2 separate regions of the Sus scrofa genome follow, and region 2 is linked to region 1. Evidence: chromatin contacts called from public HiChIP or PLAC-seq data. All regions are on one chromosome and are shown on one strand. The core of a region is the stretch at or near the end of the contact, and the rest is flanking DNA. Distances in the headings are between cores, read along the strand shown. Region 1 has its middle 34 kb from the start of ZC3HC1. Region 2 holds the start of UBE2H (ubiquitin-conjugating enzyme E2 H).

The links. HiChIP or PLAC-seq counts read pairs in DNA pulled down with a chosen protein or histone mark.
Region 2: a contact with region 1 is called in an H3K27ac HiChIP or PLAC-seq map of skeletal muscle. The contact joins the promoter of UBE2H here to the enhancer-like site in region 1. A contact is called at or near these places in 1 of 5 promoter capture datasets (liver), 9 of 47 Hi-C or Micro-C datasets (embryonic fibroblasts, fetal liver, fibroblasts and 3 more) and 1 of 2 datasets of contacts at active chromatin or transcription factors (skeletal muscle).

What each region holds. Positions count from the first base shown.
Region 1 is chr18:18,771,354-18,778,214 of Sscrofa11.1, forward strand. No RefSeq gene overlaps it. Among named protein-coding and RNA genes, the nearest start is that of ZC3HC1, 34 kb to the left of the region's middle. Within about 2 kb of position 3,513, at least 8 of the 83 cell types and tissues checked have an H3K27ac peak or open chromatin away from gene starts, as enhancers often do. A contact at or near this core is called in skeletal muscle, where this site is marked.
Region 2 is chr18:18,816,906-18,823,766 of Sscrofa11.1, forward strand. It overlaps UBE2H (ubiquitin-conjugating enzyme E2 H), which reads left to right and starts at 2,707. Exons shown (of 5, transcript XM_021078796.1): 1 at 2,707-3,235. The coding sequence starts at 3,183.

The DNA.
Region 1 (6,861 bases), core at 2,263-4,762:
TATTGTTAATCATTAGCAGATCAGCAGTTGCAGAGAGTAGAGCACTTTATTTTCTTTTCCTTTTAGGGCTGCATCTGTGGATATGGAAGTTCTTGGACCAGAGGTCCAATCGGACCTGCAGCTGCTGCCTATGCCACAGCCACAGCACCACCAGATCCAAGCCAGGTCTGTGACCTACACCATAGCTCAGGGCAATGCCAGATCCTTAACCCACTGAGCAAGGCCAGGGATCGAACCTGCATCCTCATGGATACTAGTCAGGTTTGGTATTGCTGAGCCACAAGAGGGACTCTAGAACTTTTTCAAGTGACTTATTCTCTCTTTTTTTTAAATTTTTTTATTATTCAATGAATTTATTACATTTATAGTCATACAATGATTATCACAACTTATTCTCATTTTCAACATCAATCCTACTTTGTCTTTATTTTGTTACAGGTCTTCTCCTAACAAACTTCCTTGAAGGCTGAAGCTGCCTTGTTTTTCAACATAGGCTTATAACAGTGATAGAAAAAGAGACAGACTGAAAGCACTGAAAAGGTAGGGGCAGAGACATAAAGGGAGAGAATGGGGCCACAGAAGGAAAAAAAGTTCAAGGTCAGGGTTAGGACCTTGGGTCCAGGATTAAGGAAACAAGTAGCAAGGAGAAGAAGCCTACTGCAAGAGGAGACCCAGGAGAAGATGAGTCATTGGCAGGTGCACTGGCTCATGGGAGGCAGCCCTCCTGAGGTGGCAACCTTGTGTCCCATCGCAATGCTGGCACTCTGGGCTGGGTCACCCCAGGGTCAAAGTTAGGCAAGCCACTAATGAAGCTTTGAAGACATGTTCATAGAAGCATGGCCAGAGTGGGTGTGCCACCAAGGCCACAGAGCAGCCCCAACACAGCAGATGACCCTTCCTCGTGAGGACTCCAAAGTCTGACTAATGCTAATTAACCCTGACTCACTGTAGCGCTGAGCACAGCAGGGTCATTGTCTCCACTGAATCGAGCAGGGAAATGGAGGTGTGGAGTGGGGAAGCAGCTTTGCTCCATCAGTGGCACCAGGCTGTGAGTCTATCACCACCCTCCTCAAATGCCTGTGACGCTGCCATTGCTAATCGGGAGCAAGCGCTTCCTACAGAACGGTCCAGAGGAGGAGAGAGGAACCTTAGTGCCGTCTTCACGGGCAGCAGAGCCCTAGAACGCCACAGTGTTATGTGCATCAACGAGTTGCAAAGACTCCTTGGCTTAACCCCCCACTTCCACTGTGAGGCATCTGGAGGCCAGCGGGCGGGAGAGGGAGCCCAGGTCACACCGTGGGTGTTGTGGCTGTGCCAGGCCAGAAATGCTGGGGTCCCCTGCTTGGGCCTCTTCCACTACAGCGCCACGGACTGACAGCAGAAGAGGCAGCGACGTGGTGGGTAGGAGCACTGCGGCTCCAGATCCGGCAGCCTGGGTTCAAATCCTGGATTTCCAGGTTACTCGCTGTGTGCTTCTGAGCCAGCAACTCCATGTCTCAGTTTCTTCCATCTGTGAAAAGGTGATAATGCTGGTAGTTCTGTCCTAGGGATGTTTGAGGATTAAGTGAGATACGTGAAGTGTTTAGAACAGCTGACAGGTAGTAAGTGCTCAGTAAATACTAGCTATGTTTTTAGTACCTTTTTGTAAATGGCTGCACCTGTGGCATATGCAAGTTCCCAGGCCAGGGATTGAATCTGCGTTGCAATGCCAGATCCTTTAACCCACTGAGCCAGGCCAGGGGTAGAACCTGCACCTCCACAGCCACCCCAGCTGCTGCAGTTGGATTCTTAACCCCTTGTGCCTCCTAAAAGGAGCAGGAACTCCTTCCTAGTATTATTGAAATAAGGCAGGTATGACGGTCCTAAGCTGCACACCTGGCCACTCAGCTACCATATTGGCTTCAGTTCAGTGATCTCTCTGGCCAATTTCTTCAGTTTGCCTTGTGTTTATTCCCTGAAGGAAAAGAGCATCAGGGATGGACAAGACAGGTGTTGGGGTCAGGAGGAAGAGGCACTTCCATCTCTGCACCACACTGTCCTTGCTCCGAGTAGGGACCTTTTTTAGCCCAGCAGCCTCTGTGACATCATCAGACAATGCAGGTGCTGGTGACTCAACTCCAAGCCCAGCTCTAGAAGCATCCGGAAGCATCTGGGGCAAGAAGACATAGACCAAGAAAACCACATTCCTGCCGATCTTCTCGGGTCCTGGCTCTGAGCCTGGCAAGCCCACTCTCAGAAGGTGATGGTACAGTGACGACAGGAGAGTTAATTACAGTCCTCACCTGCTGGGGTGAGAATACTGGCTTGTTTGTCCAGCACAGCTTACCTGAATCATCCAGCCGGCAGCCACCTGGGCCTGGAGCTGGACCAGCAGGCTGCCAGGAGGCTGGAACATCTTCTGCCTGCTGCACTCACGAGTGCCAGCACTTTCTGCTGCTTCTCCCTTCAGAAAGCAAGACAAAGCAGTTTGACCCCGGAGACATAGCTCCAAAGTGAGTGAAAAGCCTGGCGGGGGCTTGACAACAGGCCCAAGGCCCCAGGGCCCATTCTGGGATGAGCAGAACCAGAGCTGAGGCCTCAGAGCCTTTGGAAAACATTTCCAGGAATCAGAGGTGAAGCCAAGGAGGAAAGACTGGATGGGGCGGCAGCTTCCTCTTCCCCTCCACGCCACCCCCCACACCACTGAGCCACCTCTGCACCCCCTGGCCCCCAGGGGGCCCCAGGCAGTCTTGCCAAGCCCAGCATTCCCCAGGCCAACCCTGCAGATCAGCAGTGATATGGGTCAACTCCCACTAGCTCCATCTGGGGTTTTTCCAGAGTAAAATGAGGAAGAAAAAAGGGACTCTGTTTCACAGACACACAAAGGTAACTGCGATATAATTAGAAAACACCTTTTCAAAAAATACAGTAAATGTTGAAGGAAGGTCCTGACCGTTCTCTCTCCGACTCCATGGTGAGGGCGACCAGCAGGACGTGCCAGAGGAGAAAGGGTGAGGGCCCTTCTGCACGACCCGGAGGAAGACGTTTTCAGCCTTGAGGTGATTTCCACGGCAGGGACCATCCGTGGCCCAGCTGGGGAAGGGGGTCCTGAGGAGGAGGCCAGGTCAGCACACCTGCGGGTGGGACGGGGAGTCAGGAAACGGCCCAGAGTGCGGCTCTCCTCCAGGAAGGAGCTAAAGGGCCCCTAAAACGAAGTACCGGCCAAGAGGCCAGCTTCCCCGGGCCTGCGGGACGGAGATGGGGATGGCGCCAGGCCCGCTCCCACTGCTGTGCTGTGGCTGGGCTCCCTCACCTTGCAGCCCCCCTTTCACACACCGCCCCCCAGCAACTGGCGCCTTGGGGGTGGCACCCCTGCAGTGCAATCCAAGCCCCTGTAAAGCCTCAGCGTCTCATGTGGTCCGCGGCCCTCTGCTTTCCAGTCCGGGAAGTGAGGCTCCCTGAGGGGAGGGCGAGGCGGCAGGGAGGGGAGGACCTAGTTCTGGCCCGGCTGCCTGGAACATGACCTCAGCCTCCTGATGACTGGCTTTCCGGTTAACCTGCCAACCCAGGGCGAATCCCAGCCCCGACCTTTGCCACAGCCTTATAAAGGCTATTGGGGCCTTGCTGGGAAAGCCGAGTGGAAGCTGCATGAACTAGCCTCTCTGAACTCGCCTCAAGTTACAAGAAAGTCATGAAGGTCAACTCCAATCCGAAGACAAGGATCCCCACCTTTCAAAGAGAGAAATGTCAGACAATGTGAGCTCAGCTTTCAAACACTGCACCTGCCTTGTCAGTTTGCTCTGGACGGAGACAGTGAAGGTTGCGGCGGTAAGCAAATCCTAGAACCCAGGAATGAGAGGGAGGAGAGGCCAGCTTCCTGAAGGGAAAGGAGCACGCACGGTCTTGTGACGCGATGGGATCACCTGCGAGAGCTCACAGCCTCTAAGGAGCTCGAGGACAGAACTCAGGCTTGAATACCATCCGCTTGGTCAAGATTCGTCCAAGACGACCTACTGAATGACAGAAGATGTTTGTAAATCATAATCTGATCAGAGACTAATACCAAAAATGTATAAAGAACTCACAGCATACATACACACACAACATCCAATAACAAAATAAGCACTTCTGGGAGTTCCCCTTGTGGCTCAGCAGTAATGAGCTGTGAAGCTGGAAGTATCCGTGAGGATGCAGGTTTGATCCCTCGCCTGGCTCAGTGGCTTAAGTATCTAGCGTTGCTGTGAGCTGCAGTGTAGGTCATACATGCAGCTCGGATCCTGCTGTTGTGGCGTAGGCCGGCAGCTACAGCTTCGATTCAAGCCTGGGAACCTCCATATGCTGTATGTGCGGCCTTAAAAAGCTAAATGAATGAATAAATAAATAAAATATAGGCTTTTCCAAAGAAGACATGCAGATGGCCAACAGGTACATGGAAACATGCTCTATATCAGGGAAATGCAACCAAAACCAAGGTGAGATTATAATTTTACCCCTGTCAGAATGGCTTTCATTCAAAAAACCAAAAAAAAAAAAAAAAAAAAAAAAGGAGTTCCTGTGTGGCTCAGCGGGTTAAGAATCTGACATAGTGTCCTTGAGGATCCTGATTCAATCCCTGGCCTTACTCAGTGGGTTAAGATCCAGTTTGCGGAGTTCCCGTCGTGGCGCAGTGGTTAACAAATCCGACTAGGAACCATGAGGTCGCGGGTTTGGTCCCTGCCCTTGCTCAGTGGGTTAACGATCTGGCGTTGCCGTGAGCTGTGGTGTAGGTTGCAGACGCGGCTCGGATCCCGCGTTGCTGTGGCTCTGGCGTAGGCCGGTGGCTACAGCTCCGATTCAACCCCTAGCCTGGGAACCTCCATATGCCGCGGGAGTGGCCCAAGAACCAAGAGATAGCAACAATAACAACAACAACAACAACAACAACAAAAGACAAAAAAAAAAAAAAAAAAAAAAAAGATCCAGTTTGCCTCAAGCTTCAGCATAGGCCTGCAGCTACAGCCCTGATTCTACCCGTAGCCCAGGAACTTTCATGTACCGTGGGAAGAAAACAAAAAAAAATCTACAAATAATAAGTGTTGGAGAGGGTGTAGAGAAAAAGGAACCCTCCTGTATGTTGGTAGGAATGTAAATTGGTGCAGTCACTATGGAAAATATGGGAAATCATATAGAGATTCCTCAAAAAATTTAAAATAGGATTACTGTATGATCCAGCAGTTCCACTTTTGGGTATTTATCCAAAGAAAGCAAAAACATATATATACAGTAGAATATTTTCAGCCATAAAAAGGATGAAATCTGTCCATTCGTGACAACATGAATGGATCTTGAGGGCATTATGCTAAGTGAAATATCAGAGAAAGACAAATACCATATTATCATTCTTACATATGGGACATAATAAGAAGTGGAAAAAAAAAAAGCTCATGGATAGAACAGATTCGTGGTTGCCAGAAGTGGGATGAAAATGGGTGAACTGTTTTTGTTTTTGTGGGGGAGGGATTATCTGTTCTTTTTTGTCTGCACCCTCAGCATGCAGAAGTTCTCCAGGCCAGGGATCAAACCTGCACCACAGCAGTAACCAGAGCCACAGCAGTGACAATGCTAGATCTTAACCCTCTGAGCCACCAGGAAACTCTGTTTTTTCTAGTTCAAATAGAATTTGTTTAAAAATCAGATAAGGTTTTGGAGTTCCCATTGTGGCTCAGTGATTAACGAACCCATGAGGACTCGGGTTTGATCCCTGGCCTTGCTCAGTGGGTTAAGGATGCCAGGTTGCTATGAACTGTGGTGTAGGTCGCAGATGTGGGTTGCATCCTGAGTTGCCGTAGCTGTGGTGTAGGCTGGCAGCTACAGCTCTGATTCGACCCCTAGTCTGGGAACCTCCATCTGCCAAGGGTGCAGCCCTAAAAAGACGAAAGATAAAAAATAAAATAAAAAGCAGATGAGGGAGTTCCCATTGTGGCACAGCAGAATCGAATCCAACTAGTATCCATGAGGATGCAGGTTTGATCCCTGGCCTTGCTCAGTGGGTCCAGGATCCTGTGTTACTGTGGCTGTGGTATAGACCAGCAGCTGCCACTCCCATTCCACCCCTAGCCTGGGAACTTCCATGTGCAGCAGGTGCTGCCCTAAAAAGCAAAAGCAAAAAATAAAAAATAAAAATAAAAAAGTAAAAAAGTAGATAAGTCTTTTATTCTACATGTCTCACCATAGATTAAGCATTGAACTCATGGCTCATTCATAAGCTTTTTAAAGATCAGATTCCAAACAGGACATCTATGATTAAGAATCTGGGTCTGAGATTGTCTACTCAAAATTGGAATTGGAGGAGTTCCCTTTGTGGCTCAGTGGTTAATGAATCCGACTAGGAACCATGAGGTTGCAGGTTCGATCCCTGGCCTTGCTCAGTGGGTTAAGGATCTGGCATTGCCGTGAGCTGTGGTGTAGGTCACAGATGCGGCTCGGATCTGGCATTGCTGTGGCTCTGGTGTAGGCCGGTGGCTACAGCTCCGATTAGACCCCTAGCCTGGGAACCTCCATGTGCCACGGGTTCAACCCTAAAACCATGAAAGATATATTTAAAAAAAAAAAAAGGAATTGGAGCCAGTAACAGCTGATGTCCAACAGAAACAAATTTGAGTCAACAACTAAAAATAAAAATTGTTCCCAGAGACTTTGGCCTCAGGACCTTGGGAAAGGTAATACATCTGGCTCAGAAAAACGTATACAAACATTTTTCTAGCCATAATATGCTTTTCTCATCATTTCTTTCACAGTCCCATGTCTTTGGGAGATGGGTAGGATTCAGTCAATTTATATAAATTTATTTAGTACTCTTTATGCTGGTTGTGATTATCCTGTTCTAATCTTGAGAAAAAGTCG
Region 2 (6,861 bases), core at 1,457-3,956, 45 kb after region 1:
GCCTTTGAGGAGCTATTCCTGAGATCAGAGGCTCCACTGGTCAAGCTTGGCCCAGCCGTGGGGAGAGATAAACAGGCCTGAATACACTTCCCAGATTGCAACACTGGCGAGTCAGGCAGGGTTGGACAGCTGTGCCCTCACGGCGTCCCTGGTTGTCCCTGATAAGGAAGAACATGGCTCATTCCAGTGTACAGCCGCGTGTGCACACATATAAACAGACACTCCCAGGCCCTGGTGTTGTTTTAGAGTAAATTATTGACATTCTGAGTGGCTGAAACACTGGGAGGCAAGGTGAGCGCAAACTTACTCTGCTCAAGAGGAGCTCCAGGTTCGTTAAGCCAAAAATAAATCAAACCAGGGCTGTCATTTGGCACCACTTTGGTGCCACCTTTTGAACCTACCTGGTCATAGGGCATGATCAGGAGTCCTCTGAGGCTCTGGAAAGAGGAGGGCTTGGGGAGGAAGTCAGAATAAGGGGAGGTAGATTTATGAAGGAGCAGATGGCAAGATACCCAGAGAGAAAGGTGTAAAAATGTAAATATAACTTCACCACAAAGAGTAACACTAAGACATCTTAAACCCCCTCTCCAAAAAAGTGAATGTTCTTCTTAACGGCCACACAGTGCATAGCGAGTGGGGCAAGTGGAGAATTGATATTAATACCCCTGCTAGTATCCTATCACACCTTACAATAACACTTCACATCGCCTTTATGAAAAGCAATTTTTAGTTTACAAGGGGCTTTCGCATTCATCTTTTCCATCTATTCCATCAACCCACTCAAGTGGGTAGGGCATTATGAACCACATTTTACAGATGAGAAAACTGATGCTTGGGGAGGATGTAAGCAATTAACTGAGGCATAATTAAGAGCTGGGGAGGGGCAGGTTTGTCCTAAGTAACTCAGAGTTAAGATACTTACTGGGAAGGCTGATTCCTTTTTGACAACTGCTCAGAGGCTAACTGCCATTGCATTCCTGGCTAGAGCAGCCCTACCTTCTCCAGGGTAGTCCAGAACAAGTCTCTCTAAATAAATACTTCGCTAATAATTTTTGCTTAGTGCTTAGATCACGGCAGCATAACATCTGTGAGAATTAAAGCAGCAGGGAAAATTTCTAGATCCCTCTATGCCCTTTTTACTCAAGTATCCCATCCCTGATCAGTTTTTTCTGTTCTGGAAAAAATATCTGTGGGTTCTCTGAGCTTACCACCTTGCTCTCAGGTGGGGAAGAAACCTCCTTATTTGCAGAGGAGGTTATGGAAGTGCAGGACCCACCTAGAGGGGTCAGGCAGGTGTTTGGCAAGTGCTGAGGCCTATGGTGGAATCTATCAGGAGTGGTTCTCAAACTTTGGCCTGCATCAGAATCATCTGGGGAGCTTGTTAAAGACTTAGACATCCAAGCCCCACCCTCGACCCTCTGAATCAGAATTCCCAGGGTGGGGCCTGGACATTTGTGAGCTTAACAAGCTCCCCAGGTGATTCAGAAGTACACCAAAGCTTGGGAATCACAAGAGTGGGAGATACTCAGGTGAAGGAGAGTGGGGAGCCAAGTTTGGCTCCAGGTTTGTGTGTGTGTGTGTATAGCTGTTACATAAGGGGACCCAACTCACAGCACATGGTTTGACAAAATTCAAATGTATTCATGGGAACAAGGGAATAGATAAAAATTTTGAAAACAGGTGGCAGTGAAAATGGGATATAAATACAAGAGCTGCCTAGAACACTTTTTCCTGCCTCCTTTGGCGGGTTGACTTCTGGGTTCCGCGTCACTTCTTTTGGAGAGCTTTGTAGAGCGGTGTATCTCAAACTTTACTACACAAAGGAATCACCTGGGGACCTTGTTAAATTGCGAATTCTAATTCAGTAGGTCTGTGGTGGAGCCCTAGCCTGCATTTCTAACAAGTTCCCAGGTGATGCTGACACTCTAAATCTAGACCGTATTGGGAGTGCCGTGTAAATTTAAAGTATTTCTTAGTTCACCATATCCTCATGTCCAGCAGGGTGATGACTACAATAGGTGCTCAATAAATACTTACTGAATGATGAAGTATATGGGGTTGATATAGGAGTTTGGAGGGCAGAACAATTTGCCTGAAGAAGAGCATGTTTGGGGTATTTCTGCTTCTATCAGTCATTCATTTTGTGAAATCACCTCATACTGAATAGAATAAGGATGTTAGTACTAAATTATTTCTGGCCTTGTGGCCTGGCCGCCTCAACTCTAATCCTTGAAAAGGTGACCCTATACACAGGAGCATAGCAAACTCTGATTTGCAAGCTCAGAGATGCCTTGCTCTAGTCTACAATCCATGCAAACAAATTCTCTCCCTCCAAGGAGGGAGCAGAGTGCAGGGAAATGCTTGTGTAGGAATTTCCAGATTTTGGTGACTGGGTTAATTGCCACCTTGGCTTCCTCAAATCAAATAAACAGAATTTTTAACAGTGTACGTGGGAAGGAGGGTCATTACCCTAAAATACATGGATGTAATAATAGTGCCATTATTTAACCATTATCGTTTATGATGATGATAACGACACTGGCAGTTGAGCGATTAAGTGTGTGGGGGAGTTGGGGGAGGGGGCGGAGAGCTGGGCGGTCAGGAGAAAGTGGAACTACATCTCCCAGAATCCCTCGAGAAAAGTTCACGCCGCGGCGGCGGCGGCACCCCACCCCTTTTGCCAGCCGGACCCGCCCCCTCCGATGACGTCACAGAGGTGACGTCACGGCGCCCAGAGCGAGGCTGGGGTAGAGAGGCCGACTGAGCAGGAATCGTCCGCTTGTCGTGGAGGCTGCTAGGGAGCCGGCGAGAGGGTGAGCGGGCGAGCAGGCAAGCAGGCGAGCGAGCTAGAGCAGGAAGGAGGGAGAGTCGCGCGGCACAGAGGCGCGCCGGGGCTGGGCCGAGGCGGAACCCACAGCCGGAGAGGGGCAGCCTGAGCCGGGCGCCGCGGGGTCCCCACCCCCACTCGGCCGGACAGTGCCCGGTGTTCCCCCGTGCGGGGGGCGGCGGCGGCGGCGGCGGCTGACGGGACCGGACAAGACCGCGGGGGTGTTGCCACCTCCACCGAGGAGCCGGCGCGACCGCGGGCTCCTCAGAGCCGGGGCCCAGGGCCCGTGACAGACGGGCCGAGGAAAGGAGAGAGGCGGCGGCGGCGCAGGCGACGGGGAGGCAGCGGCGACACCATGTCATCCCCTAGTCCGGGCAAGAGGCGGATGGACACAGACGTGGTCAAGCTGTATCCTTCGAGGAGGGGGGATTCGGGCTGTATGTGGGGGGCAGTATGGGGATGCCCACGGCACCCCCTTGAAACCTAAACAGGGGCCCAGGGGCACTCCAGGCCACTGTCCGAGGCTCCTTCTTTCGTCTCCCTCCCCCCAGTGCCTACGGAGGCTCCTTGGCACCTCCCAGGAGCTGAGAGCCTTCTCGGCTCCCCCTTTATCTGCAGCACCCCGAAATGTGCGTTGTTCCACGCTCTTTCTGCACCCCCAGTGCCCGTGACTTTTCTCCACGACGTTTGGACTCCCAAAACGGCTTTTTTTTTTTTTTCTTTCTTTTCTTTTTTTTTTTTTTTTGCAGGACCAGCCACCTCTCTCCACTACAGAGCCCACGTTCTTTTTCCTCTCTGCTCGCTCTGGATTTAGGGACTCGATATAGAAATTCCCGAGAGTGAAGCCTTTCTCCTGTTCTTGAGATGCCTCCATTCCCTCCACTCACAATGCTTCTTGAACTGGGGTAACTCAAGTGACCTCCTTTATCCCTAATTCCTTTCTATATTAGGAAGAGAGTATTCTACTCAGTGCCCCCTCTTGTAATAAAGAGCTCTGAGTGTTTTCAATCCGAGACCCCTGTTAAGCTTCCTTGTCCCTGGAAGAACCCCACCGACAATGCCTATCCCACCCATAGTTGTATTTGGTGAGGACCCCCAGGCCCTCCAGCCAGCCACCCTCCATATTGTGGCTATGACAGCTGTGGGGAGGGAGAGAGAAAGAGGATCTCCCTGACTAAATAGCCCCTGTGCTAGCCATTTAAGCAAACTCCCTGTTTGAGAATAAGGTTCTTGGGGAATAATTATCCTGATCTTGCCAAATGACACCCTTTATTTTCCGACCCCCCCCCCAACTTTGTGTACTCTGAAGGTAGCAGTGGGACAGCTCTAACTGATAAGAGTCCTTCAGGCAGTGGTTTTGGTTGGAGTCCAGACTGATTATTTCATGACCAGCTAGAGAAATTCGCGAAGGTTCTTGGGACAAATCGAGACATTTTTTTGAGGGGTAATTTAGAGGGTGGGGGGAGAGAGGAAATGAGCCCAGTGTTGTGAACAGCTAATCCCTGGGGAGAGGGGAATCCGGGTGGGGAGTGGTAGTGTGAGAAACGCAGTTGAAAAGTCTGTCTCTCCTGCTTCTTGTTTCTCCCTCACCCCATCCCCCCACCATTTCCCCCTGTTGCAGGGTTTTGTTTATATAACTCAAGTTGTTTGGCTAGATTCTTCAGGTGAATTCCTTCTTTCTTCCTTTTATTGTTACTGTTTTTGATTGGACGTTTTGCCTCATTGCAGAGATCAATGATTATTGTTAAGTATTCTGTTAAGGAATTCGCTGAAGTTTTTAAAAAGTAGTTTTTGCATTTGATTTGGAAGTGGGGGATGGGAGGGAAGTTGCCTGGGCAAGTGATTTTCCCCCCGCATAATCTTTTCAGGAACAAGGTGTTTTTCTCCTCGCTCGGGAAAACTTGATTAGAAATTACAAACAGTAGATGAACTTGCAAGTTTTGTGGTTTGAAGTTTAGAATTTTGGAGAGGTTGAAGTGGGGATTAGAGAGAGGAGCATGTAATAAAGTATATATTTTGTACCAAATGTATGTCTAGGCACAAGTGAAATTGACCCTTGGGCTGTGATTGAGTTTTGTAAATGTGTGAATGATACCAGTAATGTTGGCCTTAAATACAGTGGCAGGAAAACTTGTAACTATGGCTGTGTGTACCTTTTACACAAAGCAGTTTCAGGTTTTATTTTTGTTTAGAAACTAGGAAATGACATGATGGCAGAACCTGAGTTATTTTTATCTTGAATTGAGACTGTCACACCTAATGCAAATTTCTACCTAATGTTAAATTGGGATGGGTGGGGGAGAGAGAATTCCAGCTGTCTTTGATCAATGTCAGATTCTCAAATTATATACTTCTATATTTTTTAGAAAACTGAGGATAAAGGGTGAGGCCTAACTTGACCTGATGCCTTTTCCATACAGTGCCTTTTGTTCATTTAGTAGTTGTGGCATCTAGAATGATTACCGTATTTAGGAGTCGGGGTGTGGGGGGTGGAGAGGGAGAGGAAAACAGACAAAGAACAGCAGGGTGTCTTTCTTTTTTTTCTTCCCCTAAGTGGCTTATTTCATAGCTTATTTTTAGTAGAAGATGAAGAAAGGCAAAGATGCATTGGCCTTCTGTTCTTTCCCCACCTTCCTCCTTTCTGACAAAAGAAAGCAGAGGCGCTTTAAAATCGTAGATGTCTGAGATAAGAGGACCACAGTCTCAGGATTTAGAAGCCAGAGGTTATCTTTGTTTCGAGTCTGTTATTTTCTGGTCTAAGTTAAATTTTTTGTATTTCCTTTTGTGTGTGCCTGTGTGTTGTGGGGCTGAGAGATTTTGTGGCCTCCTTTCTGTGCTGAATTCACATTAGTAGGCACAAATGGAGACTACGATTTTTGAGCAAGGTATATTTAGCACAAAATTTAAGGAAAAATTCCCAACGCACTACTAAAATGAACACAATTGTGTGAAAGCGCCGAGGGTTGAAAATGAAAGATGGTGGAGAGGAAGTGGGAAAGGTCTGAAGGAATGTACTTGCTTTTTACCCCCCCAGTGCCCCTTGGTGATTTCGTTGGTATGGAGGCTGATAGCCGGTTTCGTTGCAGTCTTGTTTCAGCCCATTTTTGGATGTCTCCTGAGCGTAATTATGCCACCACGATTTACAGCCTGGCAGGGAACCTATATAGTAGGAAAGTAGCGGTGTGGGGGTAGGGAGAGAAGAGGATGTGTAACTAATTGGCCACTGCCTTCCACTACCTCGTAGGTTCTTTCCGAGACGCTGTCCCTGGTTGTTTGGAGTCGGTGATATTTCTTTTGTGACGGGTTGGTAGGAGGAAAGCTGACTTCCAAGTTATGGAGGGAGTGAGTGTTTTGCACCAATGCATTTAATAATCTGGGCGATTATGTTCTGAAACTCTGACTCATTCATTGTTTCTCTTCTGATCCTTTGCTGAGGGTTGTGCAAACCTCTCCAGGAGCCTAGAAACTGATGTACATGACTTTTGGGCCCTGTAGGAATGTGTCCCAGTCAAAAAACTTGCAGTGAGCCCAAATCCTGTGGAATGGTGGTTTTGAATAGTGTTGCTGTTTGTTTGCAAAGTCAGGTAGATTGGTGATCCTGTGCTGTTCCCAGCCTGGCAAGCTTTGAGGTTTCTATCTCAAACCTGCCCGATTATTTAGATTGTCTGAGAACTGGGACTCTGGTGACCTTAAAGCGTGATTTGCCCTAAAGGAATATCGGTTTAAGTTCTCCTGGGTGGAGGAACAAACAGCTCAGATTACACGGGTTTCCTTGTTGGTGGGGGTTACTCGTCTCACCCTGTTGCACAGCCTGGTGATCCTTTTATCTGTGAACCAGTGGCCCCTGCTGAAGGCTAGAGCTGCTTGTTTTGGAAAAGCGTATGCAGGCAAAAGGCCGCAGGCACAGCTCCTCACAGCTCATTGGCTGCTCTGTTACTACCCGGAAAAGGAGGAGGGGCGGAGCTACCAAACAGCTGATGGAGTGTGTGATCAGAGTGTGTTTATATATACAAAAGAAGTAGGGGCTGGCGAGG